Regions from separate parts of the Mus musculus genome. Here region 1 is linked to region 2. Evidence: chromatin contacts called from public HiChIP or PLAC-seq data. All regions are on one chromosome and are shown on one strand. Each heading gives the region's core, a stretch centred on a gene start, on an enhancer-like site or on the middle of the called end of the contact. The rest is flanking DNA. Distances are from core to core; before and after follow the strand shown. Region 1 holds the start of H1f10 (H1.10 linker histone). Region 2 overlaps Hmces (5-hydroxymethylcytosine (hmC) binding, ES cell specific).

Region 1 (4,424 bases), core at 1,373-3,872, 44 kb after region 2:
CCTGCCTCCAACTCCCCAATCTTGATTCCTTTCAGGCAGCCTTTCCCACTACCAACTCTGCCCTCATATTCCTACCATTTAGTGATCCAGAGGAAAGAACAGCTGTTTCTCAGTAGTCACCTTAGAAGTCCTCCAGTCGCTCGGCATTGAACGATCTGGCAGCAGGAACCAGTCTGTTTCACTGAGCCATCTCTCCAGCCCCCCACAGCAGCTAAGATAACAACTGACTTAAGATCTTACTGGCCAGGTCTTAGGTCACATAACCACCCCTGGGGCTGGAGAGGTTCAGTATTCTCCCTGTAACCTGACATTGAGGTGGGCTGGGTCCCCAAAAGGACAATTACAATGGGCTGGCTAGTTTTATGTCAACTTGACACAAGCTAGAGTCATCTGAGAGGAGGAAACCTCAAGAGAAAATGCCTCTATAAGATCCTGCTGTGGTGCCTTTAATCCCAGCACTTGGGAGGCAGAGGCAGGCAGATTTCTGAGTTCGAGGCCAGCCTGGTCTACAGAGTGAGTTCCAGGACAGCCAGGGCTACACAAAGAAACCCTGTCTCAAAAAACCAAAAAAAAAAAAAAAAAAAAAAAAAAGGAAATTCTAAATAAGATGTCTATTGACGAGTGCCCTGGGTCCTTCAGTGTCTAGGAAAGCCTAGGCCTGAGTGGAAGTAAGAAGCCAATGGGAGATGGGTGACAGAGAAGGATGAACCAGAGAGCAGCATGTGAGGGATAAACCACTGGAAGGCAGGTACAGAGTCGGGAATTATGAAAAGACGACGAGGAATAATAACCTGAAAGGCACCCAGAAGCTCATGAAAAGCCTCCAGTGGGTTAGCAGGGTAAGAGTTAGGTTAGGGCTTTCACCAGCACTTGGAGAAGAGCCACCCCTTAGCCTTCAGGAAACCTCAAAAAGATCCATGGAGCAGCGCAAGGCTGTTTCTTAGGCCCAGCTGTTATGACCCTGTGGACTGAGCCGTCTGGAAGTCATTGCCTCACTGACCAGCTTGAGGGTGGTCCACCCCAATTCAACATGATACCTGCCTATGCCCTTTGCAGGGCAACTTCAGCCAGGTACCAGACATCCAAGAGGCAGTGAAATGCCCACTTTGGGCAGCTCAGTCTGCTTCATGATCACACCTGCCAAGAAACACTGGTCCCTTCCCACCCTCAAGACACTGCCAAGACCCAAAAAGGTGATACAGGGAAAGAGCACCATGTAACCCTCCCCTAACTCGGGTTCCATCTCACCCTACTTGTATGTGTACATACTGTTCAGAACCTTCCTAGTCTTCCATTTGGTAAAACTGTCCATTATGTTGCACTAGATCCTGAGGTTTAATTTCCAACATGTAGAAATCTTTTATCTTTTATATGCTGGACACTGCAGCAACCCAAGACTGGGAACCCACTTTTACAAGAGTTCTCCACTGGGCAGCTGTCTCTGGGCACATCTGTCCCACCTCTGGCAGCGCCTGCTAGTTGTCTAGCTGGTCTTAATGACCCTCGACTCCCCCGCAGGAACCCCAAGCAGCCTCCAGCGCCCACAAGACAACGACAATGGTCAAGGTTGGAACCGTTTATTGCGCCCCAGGAAGGCAGCGGGCGGAGCAAGGCGCCACACAACCCAAGCGCCTGGTGGCCATCAGCGGGCACAGTAGGCAGGCGCCACCAGGCCATTGGCGCCGCCGGGCCGGTAACCATGGCGACGGCCGTTGCCAAGGGTGAGAGCCAATGGGGGCGTCGCCAGGGCCGTTTCAAAAACCTAAAGCAAACAGAACGCAGCATCGCTGGGGGAGGGGCGGGGGAGGGGACAGGGATCAGGGACCTGGGCCAGGCGGAACCCTACGGAACCGGTACACCGAGGGTGGGGGGGGCGGATAGGGATAGAGACAGATGGAAAACTCGACGATGTCGCCAGACCGTAGGGGCGTCACTTGCGGCCCTTGGGCACCTTGGGCACGCTGGGTTTGGCCGCCTTCTTCACTTTCTTCGCGCTGGCAGCAGCCGCCGCCTTCTTGCTCTTGTGCGCGCGCCGCTCCGGCTGCGGCCTGGCGGGCGTTCTGTCCGCCGCCGCCGTGCGCGCCTTGGGCGCGGGGCTGCTGGCCGCCGAAGCTCCGCGCCGCTCCGCGCCGCCCTCCAGCTTCTTGCGGTTCAGCTTGAAGGATCCGTTGGCGCCGGTGCCCTTCACCTGCAGTAGCGTATCGTTCTGCACCAGCGCCCGGATAGAGTACTTGAGGTAGGTGCGCCCGTTCTGCTGGTCGAACCATGCCACCTTCCTGGCCTCAGCGTAGATGCGCGCCAGAGACGAGCCGCCGCGCTCCCCCAGCTTGCGGATGGTCTCCACCACCAGCTGGCTGTACTTGCCTGGCTGGTTCTTCTTGCGGTTCTTCCTTCTCTTGGGCTGCGTGGGCGCCGCAGAGCCGCCGGCCTTGGCCGTCTTGCGGGCCGTCCCGTCGGCGCTCGTTGGCGGCAGGGCCTCCTCAAGCTCCACCGACATGGTGGCCAGCGGGTTGGCGGCAGGCGGCGCGCGGTAGCCGGGGGGCCGCGCCGGGAAGAGGAAGGCGAGGGGCCGCGGCGGCGCCGGGGGACTGGGGGCGCGCGGCGGCTCCAGGCGGGAGCGGCCGCGGCCGGGCCTGGGACCAGGCGGCAGGGCTGAGGTGCGGGCGGGGGCCGGGCCGGCCGCGGCGGGGCTGGGGGGGTGGGATGCGGAGAGGAGCCTGCGGGGAGCGCGGCAGCACTGCGCGGGCTCCGGAGCTCTGGGCGTGCGCGCTACGCTCTGGCGGAGAGCGCGCCCCGCTCCGCTTTTATTTCCCCGTGGCGGACCACGTTGAGAACAACAACAGCCTGGGCCCAGTCCAGCGCCAACTTGTGCTTCTTGGAGCGCCTTCCGCGGCCACTGGCTCCTCCGCCCGCGGCTCCCGGGCGCGGCTGCACCCTCAGCAGTGTGCCCTGGACAGCATCCGAGCCCGCTGCGCTGCGCAGAGGCGGCCTGCGCCTAGGACGGGCTCAGCGGAGCGGCTCAGAGGTGTGTACCCCAGGCTATAGGAGCATGGAGGAGGGGGGCGCTCGATTTGCAAAGGATTAGCACGGGCCCCGGGCGAGACCCCAAGACCGAGAACTTTGCAGGCGGCAGACAAGAGTGCTCCTCAGGCACCTGAGTTGGTTCTGGGCCCAGGGGACCACAGCCCTGCCCGCAGGAAGGGCATTAATTTGTCCCAACTAACACAGGGTACGCCCTCACGCGGCCGACAGGAGCAAGGCAAAGCCCGAGAGCGTGCTGGGGCGGGGGTCTTCTCAGAATCCTAAGGGGAACCAACAGAAGGGAATTGCCCTGAGGTTGCACGCCTGGCATCTCAAAGATGAGTCAGTGCAGGCACGACCACAAGGGCCTCTCCCTAGACACTTCCTCACCACTCTCTGGCCCCAAGTACCCCATTTTGTGATGCTTAAGTAGCCGTCCCTGGACCCCTCAGAATTAGATGGGGGCTCCAGGATGGAAAAGTGTAAGGTTACCCTTAAGGCATTTCCCTTAGAGGGTGTGGCAGGGGATTTGGCTTTTGAGGATCCTGCCGGCTTTGGGGGATCGAATACTGCATCACTTGGTGCGGGAGGACTTGAAGGAGGTGGTGGTACAGAGAAGGACCTGAAAGCCTGGGAAGTAGTCCAACGGTGGAGAGAGGGCTGTGCAGGCAATGGCCAGCCTGCGGAGGACATAGTAGACACCACTAAAGCGTCCAGGCCAGCTTTGTTCCAATAGGTAAGCAGTTCCCTGGCCTCTTGGGTGAAAAGAGGGAGTGACTGCCTGTAGATCAAGAAGGCCCAGATTCTCAGCCTTTCAAACTCAGTACTCGTGGGTGTGCCAGCCTCCCCGCACCCCACGACCTCATCCCCATCAAAGGAAGGATCGTCAGGAAGTGGCCAGGGTTTAGCAGAGCCCAGAGCCCAAGTCATCCTCTTGTGACTCGTTCTCAGGAGGAGGGCCAAGGGGCCTGTGAGTTTTGAGGGACAGCGGGCTATAGGGTGCAGGCTCTCCTGGACTCACTACCCTCTTTTTCTTTAAACCCCTTCCGTGGGCTGATGACACTCACTCCTATCTCCAGCTACCAGGAGCCCGCTGCTGCTGCTGCTGCTGCTGCTGCTGCGTACCCTGCGTGCTGGAATGCCATGCTGCCCTCAGGCTCAGGCAGAAGCTTCAATCAGGACAGATGTTGTTCACCAGACTGGTGTCTGTTGGTCCAGTCAATCTGAGGTAAGACAGACAAAGCAATGTGAGAATCTAGTTTGTCTTTCTTGTTAAGAGTCAGGAAACTTCAATACAATCGATAAGCCCAAAATTACCCACAGAGATGCTGTTTTTTCCTAAGGCATGTAAACATCAAATGAACTGTAATTAATTACGCAAGAATGCTTAGAACATCGAGTTG
Region 2 (4,014 bases), core at 884-3,383:
GGTTTAAATGTAATTACATAATTCACCTTGGACTGGACAGCTACTCGTTTTGTTTTGTTTTTTTTAAAGACAGGGCTTCTCTGTTGTATCTCTGGCTGTCCTAAAGCTGAGTCTGTAGAGTAGGCTAGCCTTGAACTCAGAGATCCACCTGCCTCTGACACCCAAGTGCTGGGATTAAAGGAGTGCGCCACTATGGCCCAGCTATGGTAATCTATTTCTATCATGGTCTATACTCTTTGATGTCACCTCACAGAGAACTTCTCATTTCAGGACTAGGTGTGACACATAGGCAGCAGAAGGAGTAGTAACAGTCAAGACATACTAAGCAGGGGAACCATTGAGCCTGACTGTGGTGGCAGCCTCCCATCCCTAGCCACTGAGTCGCGTCATTCTCTGCATTTTTGGAAGACTCTCCAGCTCCACACTGACTCCTGTGCTCTGATCTTTAAGTGCTTCCCTACCCTGGGCACTCACAGCCGTCTTTATTTGCACCCTTCGTAACACTATACCAGCATCGACTGGGGCTGGGGTGGGACATGCTTCTTCCTTCACACTGGTATTCAACCCTGCATGCTATGGGAATTTTCTCTCTCCTAGGAGCCCAAGGCAAATGGCAGCAGTCAAAGGATGATGCAGTGGCTGGCTACAAAGTCACCCAAAAAGGAAGTCCCTGACTCACCCAAAAAGGATGCATCAGGTCTACCCCAGTGGTCCAGCCAGTTTCTCCAGAAGAGCCCATTGCCTGCTAAAAGAGGTGCTACCAGCAGCTTCCTGGATCGATGGCTGAAGCAGGAGAAGGAGGATGAGCCCATGGCCAAGAAGCCTAACAGCTAGGCTCCATACCAGGCCTCAGCCTGATACAGCATTACTGTTGTCACCAGTTGACTGGAATTGTAACCTTTTACTTGGGAATGTGGTGGCCCAATGTCAGCTGACCTGAAAGAACATGGCTACCGTGAGACAGCCCTGTGGGCCCTGCTACCCCTCCTATTTCTGCCTCCCTGCTGGGAGCTTTCCTGTTCCCTGGTGTTCCACGAAGGAGGCTCTTCTCAGTCTCTGGGCTCTCCTTTAGAGTTAAGGTCTTAAAATGTATTTTGTCCTAAATAAACTGCGTTTGGTAAACCTTGGCTGGCAAGAGTTCTGGCTCTCACCCAGTATTTCCTGGTATTTGTTTTAAAGTATGAGTTTTACCATAAAAGGGTGGGCCACTGGGGCCTTCAAAGAGTCAGTTTAGTGTCGGCAGCCACACTTTTAATACTTCAAAATTCTTCTGGGTTTAGTTTAAAACCAACCTAAGTGAAGTAGCTGAGTGATTTGGGGAAGATTTGGAGAATCGTTGGGTACAGAGGCCTTCAAGACCCTTAAGGTGAGAAGGCCTCAGAAGTTGCGCGGGCACAGGGGCATGGAGGCAGGTGGGTATGCGACCCAGAGTGCTAGAGGAGTAGCTCCCACCACTCAGCTCTTTGCTCTGTGGAGCCCCCTTGTCTTTCCTTGGCACCAAATCACTTCGTAATGAGTTGTTTGGGATGTTATTTCCCTTGGCAAGTAAAGAACTTTTATCCACGGTTTGTCCTGGTAACAAAAAGTCAAAGTATAAGCCGGGTGTGGTGGCGCACGCCTTTAATCCCAGCACTCGGGAGGCAGAGGCAGGCGGATTTCTGAGTTCGAGGCCAGCGTGGTCTACAAAGTGAGTTCCAGGACAGCCAGGGCTACACAGAAAAACCCTGTCTCAAAAACAAAAAAAAAGTCAAAGTAGTTGACCAGGCGCCGTCCGTTTAATCATGTTAGTCCAATTTTAGTGTCATTGCTGTGTAAGCGAGAGCAGGTGCAATGTTGCGTGCGGTCCTGTGTGCCTCCACTCCAGCACACCATGTAAGTACGAAGTACAGGCGCTCCCGAGGGCTGTCTCTGCCAAAAGGGCTGTGGTCTCTGCCAGGCCTCTCGACAACCCCTTAGTGCAGAGAGAGAGAGGGCAGCTGGAGGCCACGGCTCCCATAAGAACCGCTCATGTGTAGATAGGGACATAGAAACCAGGGCATGGTCTGCTCCTGCAGAGGCAGCTGCAGCTGAGTGGGAGGGATCCTGGGATGCGCACTGGCCTCGGTTTATGCAAATTAGGGGTCGGGTTTCCACCAATCCTACACCGATCCTGTGTTCTGTGAGTGTGCCAAAGCCAAAGCGTCCACCCAGTGCGGGCGGATCCTTGGAGACAGAGCCAGGTGCCTGCAGGCCCACCACCCTGTCCTTCCCAGGCTGTCTTCCCTCTAGGGCTTTTCAATGGAGCCAGCTCAGAGCTAGTGACCCTAGTAGCCAGGGTCCTGACACCCTGTGCTTCTGCTATGGCCTCTGGTTTAGGGAATAATCTCGTTTCAATGAGGTTTTGGTTTTGTTTTGAATTCAGATAACTTACTGGAATATTCACTGAATTACATATTGACCTTTACATCGTGTAATGCATTTCCCTTGTTTTTATTACTACTTCCCCTTCTACTTATGGTAAAATTCCTTAGTAGGGCTTTGGTAGACATGAATGCAATGCATGAGTAACTATTCATTCAAGGAGCACTTTCATATAAATAACATGCTATCCTGCCCTGGAGGTACCCACTTGTTACCCCAGCACAAGGGACGATGGAGGCTGGGGGATTGGGCGTTCAAAGCCAGCCTACATAAGACCCTAAATTTTTATATCTAAGAACACAATTTCATTATTGTACATTTTGTAAATTCGTTTACATCGGGCATTAATTTTTTGATTTTTTTTTTTTGAGTCTTCAGTTTTACTGGACGTTGCTAATTGCTTATCAACTTTTTACTTATTTCAGAGAACTGTGACTGTTTTTCCTGCCTTCTTGACAATGTTTGATGCTGCCTATAGAACTCTGGAGCATCCTCCATGTGTGTGTGTGTGTGTGTGTGTGTGTGTGTGTGTGTGTGTAAAATCATGTGCTCAGCATACATGTGGAAGGAGGTCAGAGGAAAATTGGAGTCAGCTGGTTCCCTCCGTCTTGGTGGGCTTCAGGGGTAGAGTCCAGCTTGTAAGACTTGTGCAGCACACTCTATCCACTGAGCCATCTCAATAGCTGGGAACATCTTCTGTTTTCCTTTTTATTTTTTCAAAAAATAAAAGCCCTTACTGATCCAGTTAAAGGTGTGTAAATGATAGCGTATTAGTCAAGAGATTCTGCTATAGAGTGTTCGTTTTTCCACCCCTCCTTCCCATGACTTTTTCTATTTAGGACCCAAAATCACAGATGAAGGCCATTTTACTTGTCACCTAGCTCTTTAAAAGATTAGAACATAAGAAATGCCCATGTGTTTAGTCAGCAATTGCTATAACTGCCCAGAGCTTCACACCCATTTCTTCCTCAGATTATTCCATTTTACAAAGAAATCCAGGCCTGTTTGATCTCGCCTGCAACCTCTGTAGCAGACTCAGGGAGCCCTTCCTTCTTTAGTACCACCAAAACTCAGTACTGAGATCCAACAGGAAAGGGGAGCAAAGGGTTTGTCCTTCATGATTAACTAAACCTCAGACTAAGCAGGGCAGACTGGTCTGCAGGTCTGAATGTGCTGTGTGGGATCGTGCCTGGCATTCTCTAGAGCAGTGGGCATCAGGAGGATCTGGTTGTCTGGGCCGCCTGCTGGCCTCCCAGACTGTGCCCAACACTTAAGCAACAATTAGGGGATGATAACTCATCCTTAGGGATTCCTTCCTTCAGTCCAGCCCTGGGGGAAGCAGACTGCACAGCATGTCTGGGTTGTGTTAGATGTTCGCTTCTGTCCTCTCCACAGTCCATCTTGATTCAGTGCCTCAGGTAAAACTGCTTTGCATTCAGGCAAAAATAGGCTAAAGCCAGAAGCTTGGTCCCTGGTGCATGACTTAGCACAGGTAGATTGAGGAGCAATCCATGGGGCTCCTGGCATGGGAGGAATGTTGCATCTTGGGGAATGTGGAGATTTTGCTTATAGCTGGGAGGGTCTGGAGGACAGGTGCAATGGTGCAAACTGAAC

Evidence for each region. HiChIP or PLAC-seq counts read pairs in DNA pulled down with a chosen protein or histone mark.
Region 1: an H3K4me3 HiChIP or PLAC-seq map of neural tube shows a contact between it and region 2, with 2.7 times the contacts expected there. The contact joins the promoter of H1f10 here to the enhancer-like site in region 2. A contact is called at or near these places in 14 of 39 promoter capture datasets (the 3T3-L1 cell line, 3T3-L1-derived adipocytes, the HPC-7 cell line and 7 more), 20 of 484 Hi-C or Micro-C datasets (the AML12 cell line, DN2 thymocytes, the HPC-7 cell line and 10 more), 18 of 115 datasets of contacts at active chromatin or transcription factors (CD8 T cells, bone marrow-derived macrophages, craniofacial prominence and 10 more) and 3 of 9 other capture datasets (adipose tissue, liver and pancreatic islet).

Annotation. Positions count from the first base shown.
Region 1 is chr6:87,978,860-87,983,283 of GRCm38.p6, forward strand. It overlaps H1f10 (H1.10 linker histone), which reads right to left and starts at 2,623. Exons shown (of 1, transcript NM_198622.1): 1 at 1,562-2,623. The coding sequence starts at 2,497. The coding sequence ends at 1,931. It overlaps Gm5577 (predicted gene 5577), which reads left to right and starts at 2,824. Exons shown (of 2, transcript NR_026990.1): 1 at 2,824-3,025; 2 at 4,101-4,424.
Region 2 is chr6:87,935,493-87,939,506 of GRCm38.p6, forward strand. It overlaps Hmces (5-hydroxymethylcytosine (hmC) binding, ES cell specific), which reads left to right. Exons shown (of 7, transcript NM_173737.2): 7 at 598-1,122. The coding sequence ends at 834. Among named protein-coding and RNA genes, the nearest start is that of Hmces, 24 kb to the left of the region's middle. Within about 2 kb of position 2,134, at least 79 of the 459 cell types and tissues checked have an H3K27ac peak or open chromatin away from gene starts, as enhancers often do. A contact at or near this core is called in the N1E-115 cell line, Sertoli cells, craniofacial prominence and 4 more, where this site is marked.